Linked DNA regions of Oryctolagus cuniculus: region 1 is linked to region 2. The links are chromatin contacts, called in public Micro-C maps. All regions are on one chromosome and are shown on one strand. Each heading gives the region's core, a stretch centred on a gene start, on an enhancer-like site or on the middle of the called end of the contact. The rest is flanking DNA. Distances are from core to core; before and after follow the strand shown. Region 1 has its middle 120 kb from the start of PARP11. Region 2 holds the start of CCND2 (cyclin D2).

Evidence for each region. Hi-C and Micro-C count contacts between places; a contact is called where the count stands out from the background.
Region 1: a contact with region 2 is called in a Micro-C map of ear pinna, with 4 times the contacts expected there. The contact joins the enhancer-like site here to the promoter of CCND2 in region 2. A contact is called at or near these places in 5 of 6 Hi-C or Micro-C datasets (ear pinna, embryonic fibroblasts, liver and 2 more).

The regions. Positions count from the first base shown.
Region 1 is chr9:105,393,474-105,397,502 of mOryCun1.1, forward strand. No RefSeq gene overlaps it. Among named protein-coding and RNA genes, the nearest start is that of PARP11, 120 kb to the right of the region's middle. Within about 2 kb of position 2,473, at least 1 of the 8 cell types and tissues checked has an H3K27ac peak or open chromatin away from gene starts, as enhancers often do. A contact at or near this core is called in ear pinna, where this site is marked.
Region 2 is chr9:105,155,904-105,159,948 of mOryCun1.1, forward strand. It overlaps CCND2 (cyclin D2), which reads right to left and starts at 1,586. Exons shown (of 5, transcript XM_002712830.5): 1 at 1,039-1,586. The coding sequence starts at 1,230. LOC108177000 (a long non-coding RNA gene) reads left to right here. Exons shown (of 5, transcript XR_011378988.1): 1 at 1-287.

The DNA.
Region 1 (4,029 bases), core at 1,223-3,722, 240 kb after region 2:
TCCATTCACGGTCTTTCTATTATACTGCAATTTCCTAAAATCAAAAGACAGACTAAGGCGCTCCACACTCCAAGAGTCTGAATGTCCTCAAGCCAATTTCCTTCTCTCCATCTGACTCAGCCTGTCTACAAAAAGGGTCCCACAGTCCTTTGCCAGCCTGGGCTCTCCAAGCTGAGCAGGAGCATCCCTGGGATGCTGGTCCCTGGGCATGGGTACCATACATACTTCGTGGTTCTCTGCCATACCCTTCCCCAGCCATTGAGCTAATGGGCACCTCTTCCTGGACCGTCCTGTGTTGGGATGTGCAGAGAGAATGACGGAAGACAGAAGTCAGTGAAGTACAGTGAGTAAGGATTGCGTGAGCCTGTTTGTGGAGGATTCTTTGAGGAGCAAAGTATAAAGCAAAAAACTGTATTTGGTGCAAGGAGGACACCCTCAAACCCGTTTCTTCCTCCCCAGGCCCATGGCTTTGTAGGGGAAACAGGCCCCTTATGCACCCTTGTGAGTGACTGTGGGGACTGGGACAGGAAGATGCATCCAAATTGGCAATGAGATTTTTTTTAGGGGGAGAGAAGTGGGATGCAGGACTTAGGGAGGGGATGAAAGACGACAGTAGGTGTATGGTGAAGATTTCATTTTCAAAATGTTTATTTATTTGAAAGGCAGGAGAGAGGGAGGGAGAAGGAGAGGGAGGGAGAGGGACAGAGAGACGATTCCAGACACTTCAATATGGGGTGTTGGTGTCCCAAACTGGCCTCTTAATGCCTGAACCAAATGCCTGCCCCAGATTTTATTCTTTTCAAAGATTTATTCATTTATTTGAAAAGCAGAGGTCCAGAAAGAGTGGGAGATACACACACACCACACACACACACACACACAGATGTTTTACTTGCCAGTTCACTCCCCAAATGGCTGCAACAGCTGGGGCTGGTCCAGGAAAAGCCAGGAGCCCAGAACTCTGTCCAGGTCTCCTACATGGGTGGCAGGAGCCCAGGCATTGGGCCATCTGCTGCTTTCCCAGGCGCATTAGCAGAAAGCTGGATTGGAAGTGGAGTAGCTGGGATTCATACTGGGGCTCGTATGGAATGCCGACATTGCCAGTGGCAGTTTAACCTATCATGCTACAATGTGCCCCGCCCCCTCCACTGTGTCCCCCCACCCCCTGTCACCTGGTTTCATTTTTTTTAAAGATTTATTTATTTATTTGAAAGTCAGAGTTACACAGAAAGAGGAGAGGCAGAGAATGAGAGAGAGAGAGAGAGAGAGAGAGAGAGAGAGAAAGTCTTCCATCCACTGGTTCGCTCCCCAATTGGCCACAACGGCCAGAGCTGAGCCGATCCAAAGCCAGGAGCCAGGAGCTTTTTCCGGGTCTCCCACATGGATGCAGGAGCCCAAGGACTTGAATCATCCTCCACTGCTTTCCCAGGCCATAGCAGAGAGCTGGATCAGAAGTGGAGCAGCCAGGTCTCGAACCGGTGCCCAAATGGGATGCCAGTACTTCAGGCCAAGCCGTTAACCCGCTGTGCCACAGCGCCAGCCCTGACCTGGTTCCATTTGTAAAGGATGTTATTTTCATAAAGAAGGAGGAGAAGAGTAAAAGGGAGCAGGAGGAGGACGAGGAGAGAAAGGGGACCCTGCTTAAGTAACCTTAAAGATCAGCTCTCTTGCCCTGGGCTTTTGGAAACAAAGGCATATCCAACACTGCATACCCAGCACGGGGACTGGACTGGGCAGTGGCCCCAGCAACCCTGGAGAGAGGGTCTATGACCTATGGAAGAACACGGGTAGGGTGAGAAATTCCAGCCTTCCTAACAGCGGGCCTGGGCAGCCCCATCTGAAAACAGGGGGTAAGAAGAACGGGCTCGGGGGAAATATGGGCGGTGGTTGTCCCCCGGATGGAAGGCAGAGCACCTTGGTGAAGGGCAGCCGCACATGCCCAGTTTGAACAAGTGCCACAGAGAGGGCCCGCAGGCAGGATGGGGTCCCTCTTCCCTCGTGGGTCCAATGACCCCTGACTCGAACCCAGGCACCCTGCCAGCCCAAGGCAGTCCTACAGCCAGCACTCCCCAGGCTGCCCCAGGATACCGCCGTCGTACGTGTACAAGACGTTTCGACACCACAGTTGTTAGCTCCACAGTCGTGGGATGTTCACAGGGCCCGACACCTGGGGAGAGGAGGCAGGCGACCTGCCAGCTCAAATACCTGTCCTGGGGCCCTGGGGAGGAGAACGCGTAGGGAGCAGGCAGCGATGGAGCTGGAGGGGCCGGGCCAGATCTGGGATGATAAGGTAAGACTGCAGGTTGCCACCAGCCCAGGCAGGGACTCGTTTGCCTGGAAACTTGGGCCCCCCAAGAATGGGTGCAGCCATGTAGTTTGCTTCTCACAGTCCCCCGCTATCTGCCTGCTAGGGGACAAGAGGTGGCTGTGCGATGCGGCGGGTTGTGGGCTGCCCAGGGGCAGCTGTTCTTGCCCTGGCGGGAGGGCGGTGTCCTGAGAGGCAGGATGGTACCGGGGAGGCCTGCTGTAGGCCCGTGCACAGTGGCTGGATGAGCACCCTGGAACCCAGTGCTCCCGGGCACTGATTTCTTATCTCCAGCTTCCAGGGGTTGGCCAGGCCCTCTGTGCCTCTGCTGATGCATCAGCGACAGCCTCTGCCTTCGGCACAGACCCTATTGAATCTCCTAAAAGGAGGGACCAGGACCACCATGTGTCACTCCATCTTGGCTTTTTGCTGTGTGTTGGGAACAACCACCTGACCCTGCTCTACCTTGGAGGCCCCCAGCCCCATCTAAGCTCCTGGTCTATGAAGAACAGAGATAGACCCAGAGATTGTGCCCACCTTGACCATGGAGCGTGAGAAAGCTGGCCTCTCAAGGATGAAAATGGATTGCTCAGGGCAGAGACAGAGGCCAAGTGTGCTAGTTGTCCCCAGGACCTATTGCCCCCAGCGTCTGTAGAAGCAGAGTCCTAAATTGGAGGACTGATAACCTAAACAGAGAAAAGAAGACATTCCTCAGCCTACTTGGTGGCTAGTGGGATTTTGTGGCAGTGCTGTGTGTGGGTTCTGGGAACTGTCCCGAGGGGAAACAAGGGTGTTTGTCCCTACTGCTGCTTTGTCTCTGCAGCCGCCATGAGGCAGGAGGCAGGAGGCAGGAGGTAGAGAGAATAGCCTGCTGGGTGGGAGGACCGTGGGTCCTGATCCCCCTAGGGAGCTCCCTTAGTGTCCTAAACTACCTGCCTCCAACTTTTTCCAGGAGATGATGCAGTAAGTCTCATTTTGTTTAAGACAATAGTATTTTGGGTTTCTGTTGCCTGCAGCCAAATATAAACCCAAGTGTTGTAAGTAGATAGTGGGTAATGCATTGAGAAGGAATAGCCGGTTCTAGTGATGTGCTAGGTTAGGGTGGGCTTTGATTGGTGCGGGAGAAAGGATCAGGTAATTTTGAGCCTGTAGCTCAAGGATGGATCCTAGAACCCTAAGCAAGGACCTAATGAAGAGATCTCTGCCTTTATTGAATAAAAAGTAGAACTATCTGTAGGGGAGGTCACTGCCCACAGTGAACAGGCTGGGTAGCACTAAGCTCCGTGTCCACCCAGGATCGGGAAGAAGGGGAGGGAAAACTCACAACACATACGTCATCAGTTGGGCATCAAATAGCAACTTCTCAGGTGGCAGGAAGGGACAGGAGCCTTTTAGGACGGGAAAGGACGGGGACACCATTGTGGCATAGAGGGTAAAGCTGCCGCCTTCAGTGCCGGCATCCCAAAAGGTGCTGGTTCGAGTCCTGGCTGTTCCACTTCCAATCCAGCTCTCTGCGATGGCCTGGGAAAACAGTAGAAGATGGCCCAAGTCCTTGGGCCCCTGCACCCACGTGGGAGACCCAGAAGAAGCTCCTGGCTCCTGATCAGCCCAACTTCAGCTGTTGTGACCAATTGGGGAGTAAACCAGTGGATGGAAGACACCTTTATCTCCCTCTCTCTCCTCTCTCTCCTTTCTTTCCTCTCTCTCCTCTCTCTCTTCTCTCT
Region 2 (4,045 bases), core at 336-2,835:
CAGCGGGCTGCATCTCGACCCCCGGGGCTGCGGATCCCGCGGGGGAAACTCGCAGCGGCTGAGAGCCGCGGCGGGAGTGTCCGGCGGCGGCCCACAGGCGCAGAGCTGGGGACGTGGTGACCACCGGGCAAGGACCGGGGCCCGGGGGGCTCCGGCTGCCAGCCGAGGGGCGCCCCGCATTCCGCCTCAAGGACACACACACACACACACACACCTCCTCCTCCTCCTCCTCCCCCCGACCCTACCCCGCCCAAGCCTCCGCAGCGAGGAAGCTGGGAAGCCAAACTGTAAGTAACCTCCCCGAGGCGGGGGTCGGGGGCACGGGCACGGCCGCGAGGGCCTGCCGCGGTCTGGGGGTGCGCGGGGGCGCGGGCGGCGGTTCCCGGGCTCAGCAGCCCGAGTCTGGAAAGCAACATGGCGAAACCACGGCAGGTCCAGAGCCGTGCATACGTGGGCACGGGGCTCGCAAGACGCAGACTTGCAGCGAGGCGAAAGAAGTGGTTCTTTTTGGGTTCCCCTAAAACACACGCTTTTCCAGGGCGACTTCCGGGGCTCCCGAACTCCCCGTTTCTCTCCTTCCCCCTCCTCCTCCTTCCTCCCCCTCCCCCCCGAAGTGCCAACGCGGAGTCGCGACCACACGCGGGGACCTGAGGCTAGGGCGAACGGGCTCCTGCCTTGGCGGGGGTCGGGGGGCTGCTTTCGGACCCGGGGTCCCCGTTTCAAGCTCCCACTCCCTTCCTTGCCATTGCTTCGAGAAAGACAGGTCGGCGGGGGAGGGGGGCGCCGAGGAAGCCACATGCACGCAGCACGCGCGCGGGATGCTCCCCCCCCCCCCCACCCCGGGCCAGCCGCGTTTCTCCCAGATTTTCCTCTCCCTCCTCGCCCCCCCCCACTCCCCGGGACCGGGAACAGAAATGCGGCCACGCGTCTCGCCCAGGGGCGCGGGACACCCTCGCGCAGCCGAGCTGGGAGGCCAGCGCCAGGGTGGCCCTCTTTCAGACTTAGGGTCCGAGCGTGGGGGGCCCCTGGCAGCCCTACCTCCAGCATCCAGGTGGCCACCATCCTGCGCATGTAGGGCTGGATGTCCTTCTGCACGCACTTGAAGTAGGAGCACTGGGGAAGGTAGCGTTCCTCGATGGTGAGCAAGTTCTGCAGGACGCGGTCGTCCAGCAGGTTGCGGTCCGGCACGGCCCTGCGGACCGGGTCCACCTCGCAGCACAGCAGCTCCATGGCCAGCCGGGCGACCCTTCGTTCCCCTGCCTTCTCCGGACTGCAAAAGTTAGGTTTTTTTTTTTTTTTTGGAGGGGGAGGGGAGAGAGTTCCCCTTACCTCCTTCCTTTGGCTAAATAGGGAGTTTTCGGGGGGCGAGCCGAGGGCAGAGGGAGAAGCGGAGGAGCCGAGAGGAAGGGCTGGGCGGTGGGCGAGCAGAGCCTCGGGGGCTGCCTGCCTCGCACCCGTCCTCCCCTCAAACTTGTCTCGCTCTCTCCAGCTCGCTCTCTTCGCCTCAGAGGCAGTGACGCAAGCTGGCTGGGCAGTTGGTTCTCCTCCCTCTCCTCGCTCCCCTCTCGGGTTCCTCCTCCCCTTCCCTCCCCTCCCGCCCCTCCTCTCCTCCTTTCAACCTCTCCCTCCTCCCTTCCCCTCTTGTTATTAAGGAGAACGGCAGCTGGCCCGACCCAACTTCAAACGCGGCCCCCGCCCCCCCACCCCACCCTGCTCCGAGGCCCTCTCGCTGCATCCGCGAGCGAGTCGGGGGCCCCGGAGAGGGGGACCCACGGAAACCCACCGACTCCTCTCTCCTCGCTCTGATTCTGCACACTCCGTGGGCGCGTCGCATCCAAAGACTACCCTCCAACCGTGCTTTCCGCGAAATTGATGCTAATATTTCTGCCCACGTCTTCCAGCCCCAGGAATGGAGGGCAGATGGCGGAGGGTGGGTGGGCTCAATTGAGAAAGACCCTTTAGGTGAGGGGACTTAGAAAACAGCAACCTCGCATAGCCGGAGGTGAAGGTTATGTCCCTCAAGTTTATGCTCCTGATAACCTGGAAGCTGTTGCAAAAGCCTAATTAAAGGGACCGGAGCAACGTCGCCCACCCCCACCCCCCACTACCCCCTTGCAGCTGTCTGTGGAGAGGAAGAAGAGGAAAGAGTGGGTGTTAGGACGGAGGGGGCCGCTTTTCTGGTTGGATAGCGACTACGACCCTCAAGTTGAAGGCAGGATGCTCTTGGGGGCGCTGCGGGTGCCACTGGCCACACGGCGCAGCGCCCCGGGTGCGAGGGGCCGTGAGCAGGGCCGCCAGCGGTTTCTGGGCGGCCGGCGGCCACGCAGGAAAAAAAAACCCGCTTCCTCGCCCCGGCATCTGCCCACAAGCCGCCCGAGGTGTGTGCGAGAGCGTGGCCGCGCTGATACCGCTTTCTAGGAAATAGCCCGGGGGGAGGGGGCGAGGGAGGGACACGCTCGGGCTCCCCCCTCCGCCGACACCTTTCCCCGGAGGCCCCATGCTGCCTCCCTGCGTGGGTCCTTCGCCCGCATCCTCAGCGACCCCTCCGGGTCCGCGCCTCTCTCGCGGGCCAGGGCTTTCTCCGGATGGAGACGCTGCCAGCGCGGTCAGCCCTGACACGTGCTCGAACGCATCCTGGGGTCAAGGCTGTTTCTCCCGGGGACACGGTGGCGTTTCCTCGCCTCCTTCCTCCCGCCACCCCCGCCACAGCCTGTCTTTTCGGTGCATTTTACGGGGTGGGGGGTAGAGAAGGGGCGCGCGTTGGGCGCCCCCAGCGCCGAGGCCCAGCTGGCACGTGCACCGAGCGTGGCGTGGGACGGGGCAACCCGGGCACGGCGAGGCTGCGCCACTGCCCGCCGCTCCGAGAAAGGGGGCCCAAGCAGGGGCGCGGAGAGCCGCGGGGAGCGGGGAGGGGGGGGTGGAGGCCGGGCTGGGTGAGCTGTTCACTGGGTTCCCAGCACGGCGGCGGGGGAGCGAGGGAACCAGAGGTGCACGCGCCGCACTCGGGCCCCGGAGGCAGCCCCTTTAAACGAGGGTGGGGCGGAAGGGGTGGCTGGGGGGGAGGGGGATATCGCTTTAAAAGGGTGAGTAAGAGTTTGGGGCGCCGTCTCCCCTCCCTCTATTTGCATAGCCAATAGCTCTGGGGCTCCTGCTACTGCGCGCTGATTGTTACCGGGCAGATTACTTTTTTTTTTTTTTTTTTTTAGTGGGACGCGTTCCCCGCTACATCAAAAGGAAGCCAGGGGAGGGCGGAGGGAGAGCAGGGACCGGGGCGGGCGGAGGCCGAGGAGGGGCCCGGGCGCCTCCGACCAGATCTACGGCCACGGGAATGAGGCACCCCATCTCCTGTAAGGAAAGAAAAGGGGAGGCGAGGGGGCAGGCGAGGAAAATGCCTAATTGCCGTGGAAGCCATTAGCTTTCGGGAAGAGAAAGCGCTCCCTGAGCAACCCAAGTTAGCAACTCAAAGTGAAACAGCGCCGAGCGGCAGATGACACCCGGGCCGCGCACGGTGCGCCCCACCTATTGATTTTACTCAACCTGGACTGCCCGGCCAAAGCGTTTGAGTCACCGCGGAGAAAAGACATTCACGCGCTTAGATTTTAAGACCCCATAAAGGGATTACTCAGACTTCCCTTCTGCCACCTCCGAGCGGATCAGAGCAAGCTCCGGGGGGAGAGGGCAGAGAAGTCGGGGGCGACAGAGGTGTTTGCAGCGTGCGCCGCGCTCGGCGCGCAGGCTCCGTGGCGGGCGAGCGCTTCCAGCCGCGGACCGAGGGCGGCCCCCACCCCCACCCCCCCAGCGCCCGAAGCATCCCGGGCTCGGCTCGCGAAGTCGGGCGGCGGGGGCGGGGAAGAGGCGGGTGGTCGCCCGCGGGCCTGGCCCACCCGGAGGCCGGAGCCTGGGTGGCGGGTCCTCACGTCTGGGGAGCGAGCCGGGGCCCCCCGCCTCTCCCCTCCCCTCCCCCCTACCGGCGTCTAGCTTTACAGGCACATTCCTGGGGGAGGGGGTGGGGGCGAGAGGAGGGGCGGAGAGGGTCCCGGCGGGC